Regions from separate parts of the Mus musculus genome. Here all the other regions are linked to region 2. A link is a contact called in public promoter capture Hi-C data. All regions are on one chromosome and are shown on one strand. Each heading gives the region's core, a stretch centred on a gene start, on an enhancer-like site or on the middle of the called end of the contact. The rest is flanking DNA. Distances are from core to core; before and after follow the strand shown.

Region 1 (3,009 bases), core at 146-2,645, 230 kb before region 2:
TCTCTGTGAACATTCCTAGTTAAACTAAACAGTAAAGTGGCAGCCCCTTGCAATATATTGTCATTACTCTCAGACCCAGTTAGAAACAGTCACATCTTTAACATAAATATAAAAGCAATTCCCAAGAAATAGTCACTGAGTCACAGGTAAAATTAATTCTCTCGTAAATAATGTATCAGTGAGAATTTTAAACAGATAATTCATTTTTTCAGAAAGTACCATAAAATTACAGTGACAGCTATATTAAACATTACCATTTTGTCTCTGAGTCTCTCTCCACGGATAAAAAAGTCCGCACAGCCATTCTCTTCCTGATGAGGGACTCTGAAGACAGTGACGCTGCTCAGTCCGCTCCCTCCGAGTGGTAGCCATCCACCACTTGAGTCATCTCTGGTCATCACCACAGCTCGCACTCGTGCATAACTATTACTAAAACAGACACAAAGATGAGACATTAGCTCTTCCATAACAACAAGAAAGTCAATCTGTTGGTCTTGTTTGAAAAGCCAAAGACAGTATTAATTACTATGTAGTAACTGCTGTGTATATTACTTACAGCCATAATAATATATGGGGAAAAACCCTAACTTTAAGGGGAAACTCACACACTACAGATTATTCTTTATTTTGAAGATTCAGCCTACAATAAGACTATAGGACTCCTCTTTCAATTCATTTTGGTAGAGAGAGCATATCTGGTCCACCCTGAACATGTGATCATGGATCCCACAGAAAAATTGTCACCTACCCTATGTGTGTACACATTTGGTTCAACGTTAAGACAAGAACAAATTGTTGCTATATTTATTAATTGCTTCTAAGTTTCCAACTGTTCTGGAATATATTATAAACTTAGAAGCCCACATTTCAAATTTTCTTCTACCAGTGAGAAGCCTATACCATTTTAATAAATAATAGAGGGGTAAATATCTTGCTTATTCATCAATCAAACTTATCTGTGGAAATCTTTCATGTTGTCATAGGAGCATGCCCTCAGAGAACATATAAGGCCCTTGTTCCATTCCCCTTTTTGCTTCCTTTCCCAGTAGGGATTAAGCAGCTGTTTGAGGGTGTGAATTCCCTAGCATACTATTGACCCTACCACAGACCCAAAGTGCCTGAGCCAAGTCATCACCTACTGAGATCTCTGAAACTCTAAGCCAAAATAAGATTACTTCCTTTAAAGCTGTTTTCCTCATGTATTTTTCACAACAATGGGAAGATGACCAGCACAGTTTACTGTTCATGTTAAAGTGCTGTATTTTATCTTGTTATTATCAGCTGATATTTATTCTGTTAACTAAGCGACTGGAAAAAGTAGTAACCAAGCACAGTGGCACAAGACTGACTCACAGAACTGTGACTGGCTGGCATCAGTTTGATTTTTCTTTCTGGAACATTACTGCGGTTTTGCTTCCCTGCAAGTGTAGTAAGATTACGGTTTACTTAAGATGCTAAAGTGGGTGAAGAGATGACCCAATTGTTTAAAAAAATGCACATGGCTCTTACACGTATCAAGTTGGATTCTATTACCTACCACTTCTTGAAGTCAGAGAGCTTTTTCAATGGGTAAAAACGTTTACCATTAAGCTGAACAACCGAGTTCATCCCCAGGACCCATGTGATAGAAGATGAAAACATACTCAAGTTTTCCTATGACCTCCACTCCATGCCATAGCAAAGAACTTCCTCACCAAAAGACATAGACTATTTTAAAAAGAATGCTGTAAGCTTAGTTAAGTAGTGAAGAACTATTATCCTAATGATGGAGCTTGAATATTATCTATTAAGAAATTTGCTCTTTAGACCAAAAAACCTTAATGTCCCATTTGTATAACTTAGAAGGGACTATGAATTCCCAAAATTCTGTTTCTTTGTACTTTTTAAAAATACTATGTATATGTGCACATCAGTGAGGGGGCATATGTGCCCGTGCACACTCGTACACACACACACACACACACACACACACACACACACACACACACACACACACACACACTCAGCACAGCGTCTACAGAGGCCAGAAAAGGGAATCAGATCTCCTGAAGCTGGTCCTTTGAAAGAGTAGAAAGACTGTTAGTCACTGAGTCATCTCTTCAGCTTAACACCTGCCCGCAACACACACTCCTGTACTGCTCTTTAATCAGATATATGTTTCTTTTATAGAGATAGCACATAGTTTTAACCACAAAATTTTCAATTAATGTATTTTCAACCTTAGCTACATAAAACAGAATTTCTTGTTCTGCTATGGCTACTCTCAGGTGTTCCTAAGTATTTGCAATCACCTGTTTGTATTTTATGCTTTGTCTGACTATCCTTAACATTTGTAAAATAAATTATTTTCCTAATTTTGCCTCTCCTCTGCCTCTATCCTCTTCTATAATATACCAACTGACACACATCTCAATGTGAACTTAACTAAATAGTTTATTAAAATTTCTGGCTCCCAAGTTACAATATAATAATTTCTATTGCCTTAAAGATACTGGGGCTGTGGTAATTTGTTCCAGCAGCAACAGGAAATGAATAGAAAAGCATGAGGAAAAGTCTTGATGATATGGAAGTTGTCTATACACAGGAGAGGAAAACTACCATCTTCTAACCATAAAAAATAATTAACTGCTCCTCCTCTCCACAAATTGAAAACTAGAACCCCATAAGGTGTGTTCAGTACACAAATTAACTGTCCATGCCCCCACCTCCTGTATGCTTACAATGACAAAATATTTTTTTGTTGCGGCTAGCCCTAGCCTTGTATTTTGATGCTATTTCTGCTTTCCTGGGAAGGGCTGCAGACAAGGAGTGAATCACATATACAGGTGACTTCTTGTGAACCTTCTCCCCACCTTAACTTGTAAACTAAAGGCTAGAGCTGGTGATTGGGCAGCAGAAGGGAAGGTGGAGCTGAAAAGTTTGGGGGGGAAGGGAGAGACAAGGGAAGAGAGGGCGATGGAAGAGGAGGAAGGAAGGAGGGAGGGAGGGAGGGAGGAAGGGAGGGAGGGA
Region 2 (3,157 bases), core at 605-3,104:
CCACTCTGACCTCCTCTGTGTCACCTGGTAAATTTTCCTGCCTAACTCTTCTCCCGGAGTATCTATCTCTGCCACCTTCCCTTCCTGCTTCGGCTATTGGCCATCAGATGTTAATTAGGCCAATCAAAGGTGAGAGAGGAGGAGTGTTTACAGAATACTGAGGTAGGTAATGATTCATAAGAATAATAATACCAAAGTCAGAATGGTACTCGGTGCTCTGAGGGTACAAAATTAACAACTAGCAGCCTTCACACAGTGCACAACACTGTTTCCCCAATGCTTAAGAAATGGGGTGAAGAGGGATTTCTCACCTTCCCTCTACAAAAAAGCTCTACAAAAAATTTTTTGTAGAGCTACTAAAACCTTTGCATTACAACACAGTTAGCCAAAAACATTCCTCAGGATTATACCAAAAAAAAAAAAGAAGCCAGGGGCCTCTGAGAGACATGGCACATGGCCAATCAGACTTCGGTTCTTTCTCTGCTTCACCAGAGGCTGCACCACCCCCTCATGTTGGAAATGTTTTCATCTTTTTGCAGGTAGATGCTCTTCAGTTTCTTGGGAAACTACTTCCCCTCCTCCCTTCCCTTTCTTTTTGGTCTGAAGATCTTATCTTTTCCTGATGCCTTTTAGGGGAGTCTCTTTTCTACTTTTCATGCCAGAAGGGTTTCACACCAGAAGGGTAATGTGTTGGCAGTGTAAGGTGGTTATGCGAGGCACACATCACACTGTGGTGTGTGGTGTGACTACCCAATCACCACGCCTATGAGCTGAATAGGCATCTTCTTCTCTACGTTTGTGGGAACAGGTATAAGAGGCTGTTGCAGGCAACGATGCTGCTGTCTCGAGCTCCGCACTCACTGCCTCTTTGTCTTCGTTGGAGCTGGCTTTCCACTTGAGCATCTTGGTAGCACAGGACATGGGGTGGATGCTGAAGCACAGCTGTGCCTTGAAGAACTTGAGATATTGGGCTACCAGCGCTCGAGCCTATAACTTGCTTCTAATGAGTCGTATATCAAATGTAAATGAAATGTCACCTTGGTAATTCCTTGGTAATTGGGACATTTCCTAAGATTACACTTTAGCACACCAGATCCTCTCCTTTTATGATATGTGCAGTTATATTAGGGAAACTCACTTGTCGTATGGCCATTCCACCTCAAAGGCACCCAGTTACCACTGATCTTGGAGTCTGAGTATGATAAAGCCTGGTTACCATCGGAAGAGAGAGCCCCATGTGCTGAAGAGCTGCAGGCAGCTGATCTGAGGATAGCTATAGTCAAACAACTGTAAGAAAATGAATTCTGTCAACAGTGGGAGTGAAGTTGGAAAGTAGATCTTCCCTAGTGGATCCTTTGATGAGAGGACAGACCAGATGATGCCTTGGCTGTGAGCCCCGAAGAAGTCTCCACTAAGCCTGCCCATGAAAACAGACATAATGAGTATAGGGTGATTTGTGAGCCTCAGTTTGTGGCAATCTGTTATGTAGTATTAGAGCACTAATCCAGAAATCTGGGATTTGGGACCATTATGTAATGTGGCCAGCGCTCTCCAGTTCCCTTGTTCAGGCAGATATCCTGTTTATCAATATGATTTCTACAAAGATAGACTGCACTGCAGTTCAGGTATGGAATTGTTAGCTGTTGAGTACTCTATGTCTCCAGGGCATAATTTTTAGAATGGAAAAAGAAGAGGCAGAGTTCCACTCTGCTTGCTTAATGCTTCTCTAGACACCCTGTTCCAGGAAGCATCCCTAAGTAATCAGAATAAAAATACGGCAACAATGTAACAAGTGCGTCTGTGTCCTGGGGACTGGAGGAGTGAGAGGAAGTGCCAGAAGTTGAAGCGGTACTCAGACAGAGCTTGTGAAATAGTTACAATTTGTCTGACCCACCTTGTAGACAAAAGCTTACACTAGATGTTTCCCCTGATGTTTCTTTAGCCAGGTAACAACCTCGCAGTTCCAGCCTGCTGAATACCACTTCTATTTTGGGAATGTGCCCAGGATCATTCTGTCTTTCTTAGTCATCCCTTTCTATATTTAATGGCCCTTACACTCAGACTTTTGAATTTAGAGCTTTCTTATATCTCTTATTGTTCTGTGAAGACTTGTCCTGTCTCCTATCTGCCACTGAGCAGATGGGGCCACCTGGTGAACTGTATCTCTCCACAGCCTTTGGCATGCCTGTCTGTCTAGTTCCCCCTCATTCTTGACTGACTTCCGTGGGGAGGAAGAGCTGGACATTACCCCCCCACACACACACACACGGAGTCCTCTTTGCTTCCTCTGAGGTCTGACTTTAATTTTAAATGCTGTGCCCATGAGTCAGTGGGCAGTCACTAAGATGAAGAATCGTGTGTCAACTAACCCACCAGGCTTATCTTGGAAGACCTGCAAGTTTCCTCTTTAGGGGAAGAAACCAATTTGAAACCAATTTGGGAAATGGGTGTCTAGTATCCTGTACTGGAAGATTGAGACACCATTGACATTTCTATCACCCATGGCTCACATGAGTAATGTCATCAAAAAACGAAACTCTGGTTTTCTGAGGCTGGAGTCAGCTGTGTTTCTTCCTACATTCACACCAGAAGCATAGCCGAGGAATAAAGAGCAGATAAAGTAGATGTATAGGGAGGCTATTGTTTTAGGTTTGCACGCCATACAATGATCGCTTGGACTTTGTCAGGGGCAGGGAAAGTCTTCCCACAAATTGGGTTTCACAGATTCTCTTTGCATCTATTTTGCATATTATTTAAAAGAAACCTAGTACTCAGAACAAACAGAACCGCAGGGAGATTTACAGATTAAAAAGGGCCCCTGTTTTCTGTTGTTAATTGTTATATAATGGTTAGCGAGGGATTTCTTCCTCTGGGAAGCTGGAACATGGTGTTGTAAAGATGTCCTGCTTGTTCACTGCGTTGCTTGGTCTCTGCTTTATTAGTAGATACCCTTGATTTCTCACACGCTGCTCTGTAGCTATGCATCTTGGCTATTGGCAGGAATTTTCTGAGTGGCAGTTGTTTGCCTGGTGGCTGGGCTTTGCAATGTCCTGGTCCTTGGTCTTGAGTTGAGACTATCCCTTGGTTAGCTCTTCTTTCTGCATTTGTAATGTCAATACTTTCTACATTTTTTTTTTTGTATCTGTTAGTTTTTTCA
Region 3 (3,158 bases), core at 261-2,760, 250 kb before region 2:
ATACGAGACAGCTATAACAGGGTCCCTTCAGCAAAATCTTTCTGGCATTGTGCAATAGTGTATGAGTTCGGTGGCTGATATATTTAATTTCTTAAATAAGTTTTAAAGAGTTTGTTAATGCTACTTCTAAAGTAAACAAGTGAATTACATAAACTAACTAGGATCTTTTAAATTTACTTTTTGCTCTGTAACAATTGTCTCCAGCCATTAATTTCTCCAGAACTCACTTTTTAAAGTTAGAAAATAACTGTAACATTTAAGTGAAAAGTAGTCATCACACCAGGAATCAAGCAATTAAAGTTTAAAATATATAGGATCTACTGCCAAGTAAAGCCAATTATGTCAAAACCAGCTATCTTATATTGTGACCTCTTTCCTAACAGTTGCCCCAGAATGACAACTAATGTTAAATCATTGAAAGGAAGTTGGCTAAATACTGTTACTCAGTACACATTTTAAAAACTGGAAAGAGAAAAAGGAGAGGAGAGGAGAGGAGGGGAGGGGAGGGGAGGGGAGGAGAAACAGAAACTTGCTTATTTGTTTAAGAATTTTTAAAACTACCTACCCCATACAAACGAAATATAAGACAATGTAAAAACCAAACGGTTAAGAGAAAGGACCTTGGAGGTTTTGATTCACTTTTTAAAAATAGGATATAAAATTAATATGACCAACTTTTTACTATAAACTGGTTATAATATCAGCCTTAGAGCTAGATGGGATACTTATAAATTCTTAACCATGAGTTGGAGCAGCAATAGTAATTATATGATAACTTTATCTTTAGTGATATCAAGTTTTTTGATTAGGTTGTCTTTTACTGAAGTACAGCCTAATTGAGAAGTCAATTAAGAATTCTAAATTAATGTTGGGTACTAGCCCTTGTATAGCCAGGCAATGTCCTGGGTTCTATCCCCAGCACCGTAAGGAAGCAACAAAATGTTTCTTCCAAAACAGTTAAGTCTTATGTAAATTTTATATGCAAACAAACACAGATCAGTTATATTGTCTAAGCTTGCTATGATGACCTGGGTAGAATTCTGTATTTCTGTTCTGTGAAGTTGAGCAATAATTTGTAAGTATATACCTAAATGGGTCTCAGACATTAAAAACCCAAAGTCTCATTTGGATATGAGAAATGACCCAACAAGTGTTTGAAAGTGCTATGCATACAATGTATAACAAAGTATGTATTACTTATATATTATAAAAAGTCAAACTAACATTTTATACAATGTTGAACCAGATGAGCCAGTTTGATAATTTTTGTTAATTTCTTTCATAAATTATTAAGATTATGCTTTTCCCCCTTAGTTCTGGCATATAATCATAATGTTAAATATACTCTACCAGTGAACTAGTCACTGTTATTTTAAATAATATATCTTTTTTTATACACCCTGGTCTGATGTTCCCAATTGAGTAAGATTAAGTCTTTATGTACATAAAATGACTTTCTAAACAGTGAGCCTTTCCAGCCACTACTTTCCAGTCTACTTCCTCTTCTCATTACTCACCGTGTGACTGAAAGCACCCCCCACACCCCTCCCCATCTCCTGTATCCTTCCTGCCTATTAGACTTTAATGTGGATTCAAGCTGATCTTCTTTCAGACTTTGTCCATCATTTCTCATAAAGACTGGGTTTTATCTCAATGCTCTACGTAAAGTCCCAAGTGCCAAGGCTGTAAGAGACTGGCACACACTAAGTGGGGAGGGTAAGAATCAGAACCCCAGACGCTTTGCTAAGGTTAAGTAACTGCGGGCTCCTAGGGACGCACTGGGAAAGAAACAACTGTTCACAACGTTCAACTTTATCTTAAAAGCACTGCTCAAGAATTTCATCCTTGAAGTTATCACAAATCAATTTTTTAAATACGTGGCTAGATGATATCCAATAAGGCAAAACTTTAATTATAAGTATACATAAATATATATAAACTATAGTAGTCAAAAACTGTATAAAGTACAAAAAAAATTCCTAATTTTTTCAACTTAACGTAATCACACACATTCCCATGTTCCTAGTGCCCATTCAGTTTAGATATGGCCACAATCAACTCCTACTCTGTTTAACAGATCTCCTCAGGTGCTTTTTATGATTAGAAATAAAGTAGATTCCGCACGTGCACTCCAGGGTCTAACTAAATATGTAGCCCTGGTATTCTGGAACTCACCATGTCATCTAGGCTGTCATGGAGATCTGTCAGTATGTAGGCCTGAGATTAAGAGTATGTGCTGCCATGTTTCCCTCAAGAATTTTATCTAGAAACACCACTAGCATAGATTATTCTACTTAAGCAACCTTAATATAGCAATTATGATGAAACAGTAAGGAGGGAAAATAAAATGTCAAGACATAATATCTGTTGAAAAATAACACTACAGAAAAGTCAGTCCATGTCCTGGCTTACATTAACAAAATATTCCAATGTAAAGTTAATTTGGCATAAAGGTACTTTTAAGTTTGCAGAGATTGTTTACTGTTCCTAGATCTATTTTTTAGATAATAAGCAATAGTTATATAGTTCTTGCTATCTACATAAATCTTCATATAACCCTTTTTGACAACCCTATTTATTTCTAAGATTCTAGCCCAAGATTACACTTTACTTTAACTTGAATAAAGGGCTGGAGAGATAGCCCAGTGGTTAAAAGCACTGGTACTCTTTCAGAGGACCTGGGTTCAATTCCTGGCACCTCCATGGCAGCTCACCATTGTAACTCCAGTTCTAGTTGATCTGACACCCTCACAGACATACATGCAAGCAAAACACCAATATACTTAGAATAAAAAGAAATAAACCTTAAGAAAAACTTTGAATAAAAGTGTATGTGACGTATGGATAATAAAGTGCAACCTAACAAGCTTTGGAAACTTTTAAAGCTATGTGATGGTCTAAGAGATGATGGCTGTGTGTAATACATGCACTTTCCACGGACTAAAGGCCAGCCAGGCAGGTGTTCAACTCTGAAACAGAACTGTACTAAACACCTTTCTAAATCGGCACACCAACAATTCATGTCCCACAGTGTGAAGATTATTTTAATCAATTAATATAAATGAGAGACTTTTTAGTCATTTAGTCAGTTATGGCATCTAATTAAAAAAAAAAATAAGATTAAAGCTGATTGCTTCTCAATAGTTAAACAAACTAAG
Region 4 (3,401 bases), core at 736-3,235, 170 kb before region 2:
CCCCAGGCTAGGTTAGACTCTACACAATTGGGATAACAGAACTGACTTCTCAGAGAACTCTTCAAGCAGGCGTTTCCCCTTGTTTTGAAGTTTTGTATTTTATTTTATTAAACAAGAAGTTACATATCTATATCTGGTTTCTAAGTTGTATATATGCATGGCTAATGGTCATGTAAATTTGCATTGATTAATAACTATGATCAACTTAAGGGAGTATATAGATTGCTGAGAGATACAAATGAGGGTAAGATGTAAGATTCATAGCTTAGTGTATTCCTCTTCTATAACATGAAAATGCTTTTATGATAGCAGAGACATCCTAAATTGTGGCTAAGTACAACTGTGTACTACTAGGTGTCTTCATGCATTTGCTCTCAGATACAAACAGCTGAGGCCGAGTAATTTATGAATAGCTAGAAGTTATTTCTTACAGTTGGAGGCTGTAAATTTCAAAATCAAGATATATTTGGTCTCTGATTTCTGCTTCCAAAGGGGCTTGTTAAACATTGTCCCTTCACTTGGTATAAGATGCCAGAGCAAAATTTCAATGTTCTCTTGATCTCCATTCTAGGCCCTTCATCCCATTCTGAATGGAGGATCCTTCATGACCTGTTCAGTTCCTCAAGGTCATGGCCCATTGGAGATTAAGTTTCAACATAAATTTTGGAGGGATACAAACATCCAAGCTGTAGTACTGGGTAAAAACAAGTGTAAACTCAGGACAGTAAGAGAGAAGGGTCCAAGATTCTGAAATAATGTCTTCATATAAGCTTATAATATTGGAACTTGGGGAGTAACTGTACTACAGCGGTAGGCTAAGACATTGTGTGTTGTTTGACTCAGAATCAATGTGATTAACTAAACATGGGGTTTAAGGTCAGATGAGAGCCTGGTTGGTTCTTATTTCTGTCTCTTATGTGGTCGCAAACAATTTACTTAACCTTTGAGACTGAGTTTCATGATAATATCTATTTCCCCCAGTGGTTACAAGACCAGAGATAATGTGTGTGCTTGTCACCGGGTCCCTATATACTAAATAACAGCTGTTGTGATTAAGTCATTACCTCTGTATCTAAACATTCGACGATAAAGGAAGCTTTGCCAAACTCCTTCTGCACCTAACTTTTCCCTTTCTCATTAATCAGGTGGCAATTTGATTAAGTTGCCCCTAAGGCAGACCGCAGTCAGAGCTAAAGGAAACTGCAGCATGGGGTCTTCTTGTTCCCCATGTACTTTGCACAATGAAGAAATTGAAGCCTATTTATTTAATTTATACCAGTGCTCTTGACTCCAGGTGGAGTCTTCCCCCGAAGGAAATAGACAACAAGCTAACTTCCCAAGGAGAGAACAACAATTAGCTAATTTATGAACAAAAGTGGTAGCTACAGAACACTCAGTTTGCTGAAGACAGTCATTTTTTAGTTTACAACCAGCAAGTCAAGATTCCCAAGTCACTACAGGAAGCGCTGCTTTAAGGACCAATCCCAACATAAATTACAAACTTGAAACTCAGAGGTGTTTGGGATGCTCCAAGACATTAGTATCTGCACAAAACCAGAAACAGAAAGCCAAGTCTGGAAGAGACTTTACAGCTCATTTGTCCATATTTAAAAAAAAAAAAAAAAAAAAAAAGATATGGAAGCTACAAAGTCCAAGAAAGAAAATACTGTAGTCATTTCTCTATGATAGGTTAGGATCCTAACCTCCCCCCATTCCCACCTCCAGCCAAGGTGCTGGGCCTTAGAGAATGTGTAAGGGATCTAAGAGCCACTGGCCTTGCTAAATTTAGAGTTGGCTTCTGCTTATGTAATTTGCCTTGTGTTTTCAATTATTTACAGGGATATATTATTTATATACATCTAGAACTTGTGCTTTTAGCACTCAATAAGCAGGAATAATTTATAGGTTTGTGAGAGCTTCCTGTCCTTCCCTTTCAGAGCCGGCTCTTTTGCATTGTTAATTAATTGTTACATTTCTGTCTTGTGCAACTTCCTTTCCTGGCAGTCTTGTGGTAACTGGCCAGAGAGAGTTATCTTCACTTGCACATTCCAAAATCCAGGTTAATTTTTCTGTCAGTCATTTAACTTTCCAGAGCCCCGTGGTATGGCCCAGCTGATTAAGGTCCTACATACCCTGACATTCTACCAGAAGTGAAGCTAGCTTTTTTTTGTCTGCTGGAAGTACAGTTCCTTGTTTCAGCTCCCCTCCCCCATTTTGTTTTTTTAAGTAGTCAAGTTACTGAACTGCTCCTTTCTCTGTCTTTATTCCTCCTGCTGCTTGACCCTGACTTAATGATCATCCTGGTTCCTGACCATTCCTGCTGTTTGGTTAAAGCCAGAAGTTAAGACCCACAGTATGCTCTTTTCAGCCTGTACTGCTTACTCCTAGGTGGTCCTAACTGGCTCTCCTTATCGATGGTCCTTTGATGGCTGTCATCTTGCTGTAACTGAAGCCCTGATGACAGCTGCTAAGAAGTTAACTTGGTAGGTGCTTTGGAGAGGTGGCTGGCTGTGACAAAGCCCAGGCAGTGGACTGGTACCTTGTCCTAATCATGATTATCTTTGAGGACAGGTTGGTTGAATGCCATAAGTTCCTCTTTGGGTGGGCTAGCCAAAAACTGATTAGAACAAAGATGGCCACCACAATGACTGCCAGACAACCTCTAAAATCCTTGTAATTCTGTGTTCACAAATGACTCCTCCTGCAAGCAACATGGAAGTTGGCATTAAAAGAACCAGGAAAATATCAGAAAGACATAAATCTCTATCAATTTTCAGAAGAGACATGAATATTCCTCCCCTTTTAGCTTACTCAGACCCTTATCTTTTTTTCTTTTACACTGTATCTCATAATCTCATGACCCCAACAGGATGAGAGATGATTTGTAAGAATGCCTCTGACTTCTATGCTTGGCTTCACAACCCAATAGATGCTGGATGTTGTTATTGGGTGATTCTGGAGGAAGGGTGGCTCAATTTGGGATTAAAAAAATAAAACAAATAAAAAAGAAAATAAAACAAACAAAACAGAAAAACCCTGGTAACATTGAGGTGAAGATCACCTCATAGCTAGAAGCCAGGCAGAATGGCAGTGTAGGCCTTCCTTTTCTTCATGGGCCAAATGGAAAGTTCTTTGGCTGTTTCTCCCCAGCCTAGAGAATGTAACTCTCTCCCTAGCCACAGCTTTTAGAGAAGTTGAGAGAATGAGAACAACAAGGTTTTCCTCAGTGGAAAGCAGGAACAAAGATGCACTCATCTAGAGGTGCTATATGCCTGCATGAGACCTGAAGCTGTGACAAAGGCCTTAGAGCTTGGCCGTTTCTGGATCTCAACTGTCTAGACACGGAGATAATCACACCTTAGCAACCACATCGCTCATAGGCAAAAGAATCACCCAAGGCC

Evidence for each region. Promoter capture Hi-C pulls out the DNA fragments that hold promoters and counts their contacts.
Region 1: a contact with region 2 is called in a promoter capture Hi-C map of the HPC-7 cell line. The contact joins two enhancer-like sites. A contact is called at or near these places in 9 of 39 promoter capture datasets (the C10 cell line, the HPC-7 cell line, cranial neural crest and 6 more), 2 of 484 Hi-C or Micro-C datasets (bone marrow-derived macrophages and nephron progenitors) and 1 of 115 datasets of contacts at active chromatin or transcription factors (the HPC-7 cell line).
Region 3: a promoter capture Hi-C map of the HPC-7 cell line shows a contact between it and region 2. The contact joins two enhancer-like sites. A contact is called at or near these places in 11 of 39 promoter capture datasets (the C10 cell line, the HPC-7 cell line, cranial neural crest and 8 more), 3 of 484 Hi-C or Micro-C datasets (the G1E-ER4 cell line, bone marrow-derived macrophages and embryonic fibroblasts) and 3 of 115 datasets of contacts at active chromatin or transcription factors (the HPC-7 cell line, embryonic stem cells and microglia).
Region 4: a contact with region 2 is called in a promoter capture Hi-C map of the HPC-7 cell line. The contact joins two enhancer-like sites. A contact is called at or near these places in 8 of 39 promoter capture datasets (the C10 cell line, the HPC-7 cell line, frontonasal cranial neural crest and 4 more), 5 of 484 Hi-C or Micro-C datasets (DN2 thymocytes, LSK cells, Sertoli cells and 2 more) and 4 of 115 datasets of contacts at active chromatin or transcription factors (the HPC-7 cell line, bone marrow-derived macrophages, embryonic stem cells and 1 more).

What each region holds. Positions count from the first base shown.
Region 1 is chr2:117,150,412-117,153,420 of GRCm38.p6, reverse strand. Spred1 (sprouty protein with EVH-1 domain 1, related sequence) reads right to left here. Exons shown (of 7, transcript NM_033524.3): 2 at 255-429. Among named protein-coding and RNA genes, the nearest start is that of Spred1, 31 kb to the right of the region's middle. Within about 2 kb of position 1,395, at least 6 of the 459 cell types and tissues checked have an H3K27ac peak or open chromatin away from gene starts, as enhancers often do.
Region 2 is chr2:116,922,063-116,925,219 of GRCm38.p6, reverse strand. No RefSeq gene overlaps it. Among named protein-coding and RNA genes, the nearest start is that of Gm46758, 6.9 kb to the right of the region's middle. Within about 2 kb of position 1,854, at least 35 of the 459 cell types and tissues checked have an H3K27ac peak or open chromatin away from gene starts, as enhancers often do. A contact at or near this core is called in the HPC-7 cell line and bone marrow-derived macrophages, where this site is marked.
Region 3 is chr2:117,167,628-117,170,785 of GRCm38.p6, reverse strand. All of the region lies in intron 4 of Spred1 (sprouty protein with EVH-1 domain 1, related sequence), which reads right to left. Among named protein-coding and RNA genes, the nearest start is that of Mir674, 16 kb to the left of the region's middle. Within about 2 kb of position 1,510, at least 4 of the 459 cell types and tissues checked have an H3K27ac peak or open chromatin away from gene starts, as enhancers often do. A contact at or near this core is called in the HPC-7 cell line, where this site is marked.
Region 4 is chr2:117,091,890-117,095,290 of GRCm38.p6, reverse strand. No RefSeq gene overlaps it. Among named protein-coding and RNA genes, the nearest start is that of Spred1, 27 kb to the left of the region's middle. Within about 2 kb of position 1,985, at least 34 of the 459 cell types and tissues checked have an H3K27ac peak or open chromatin away from gene starts, as enhancers often do. A contact at or near this core is called in the HPC-7 cell line and bone marrow-derived macrophages, where this site is marked.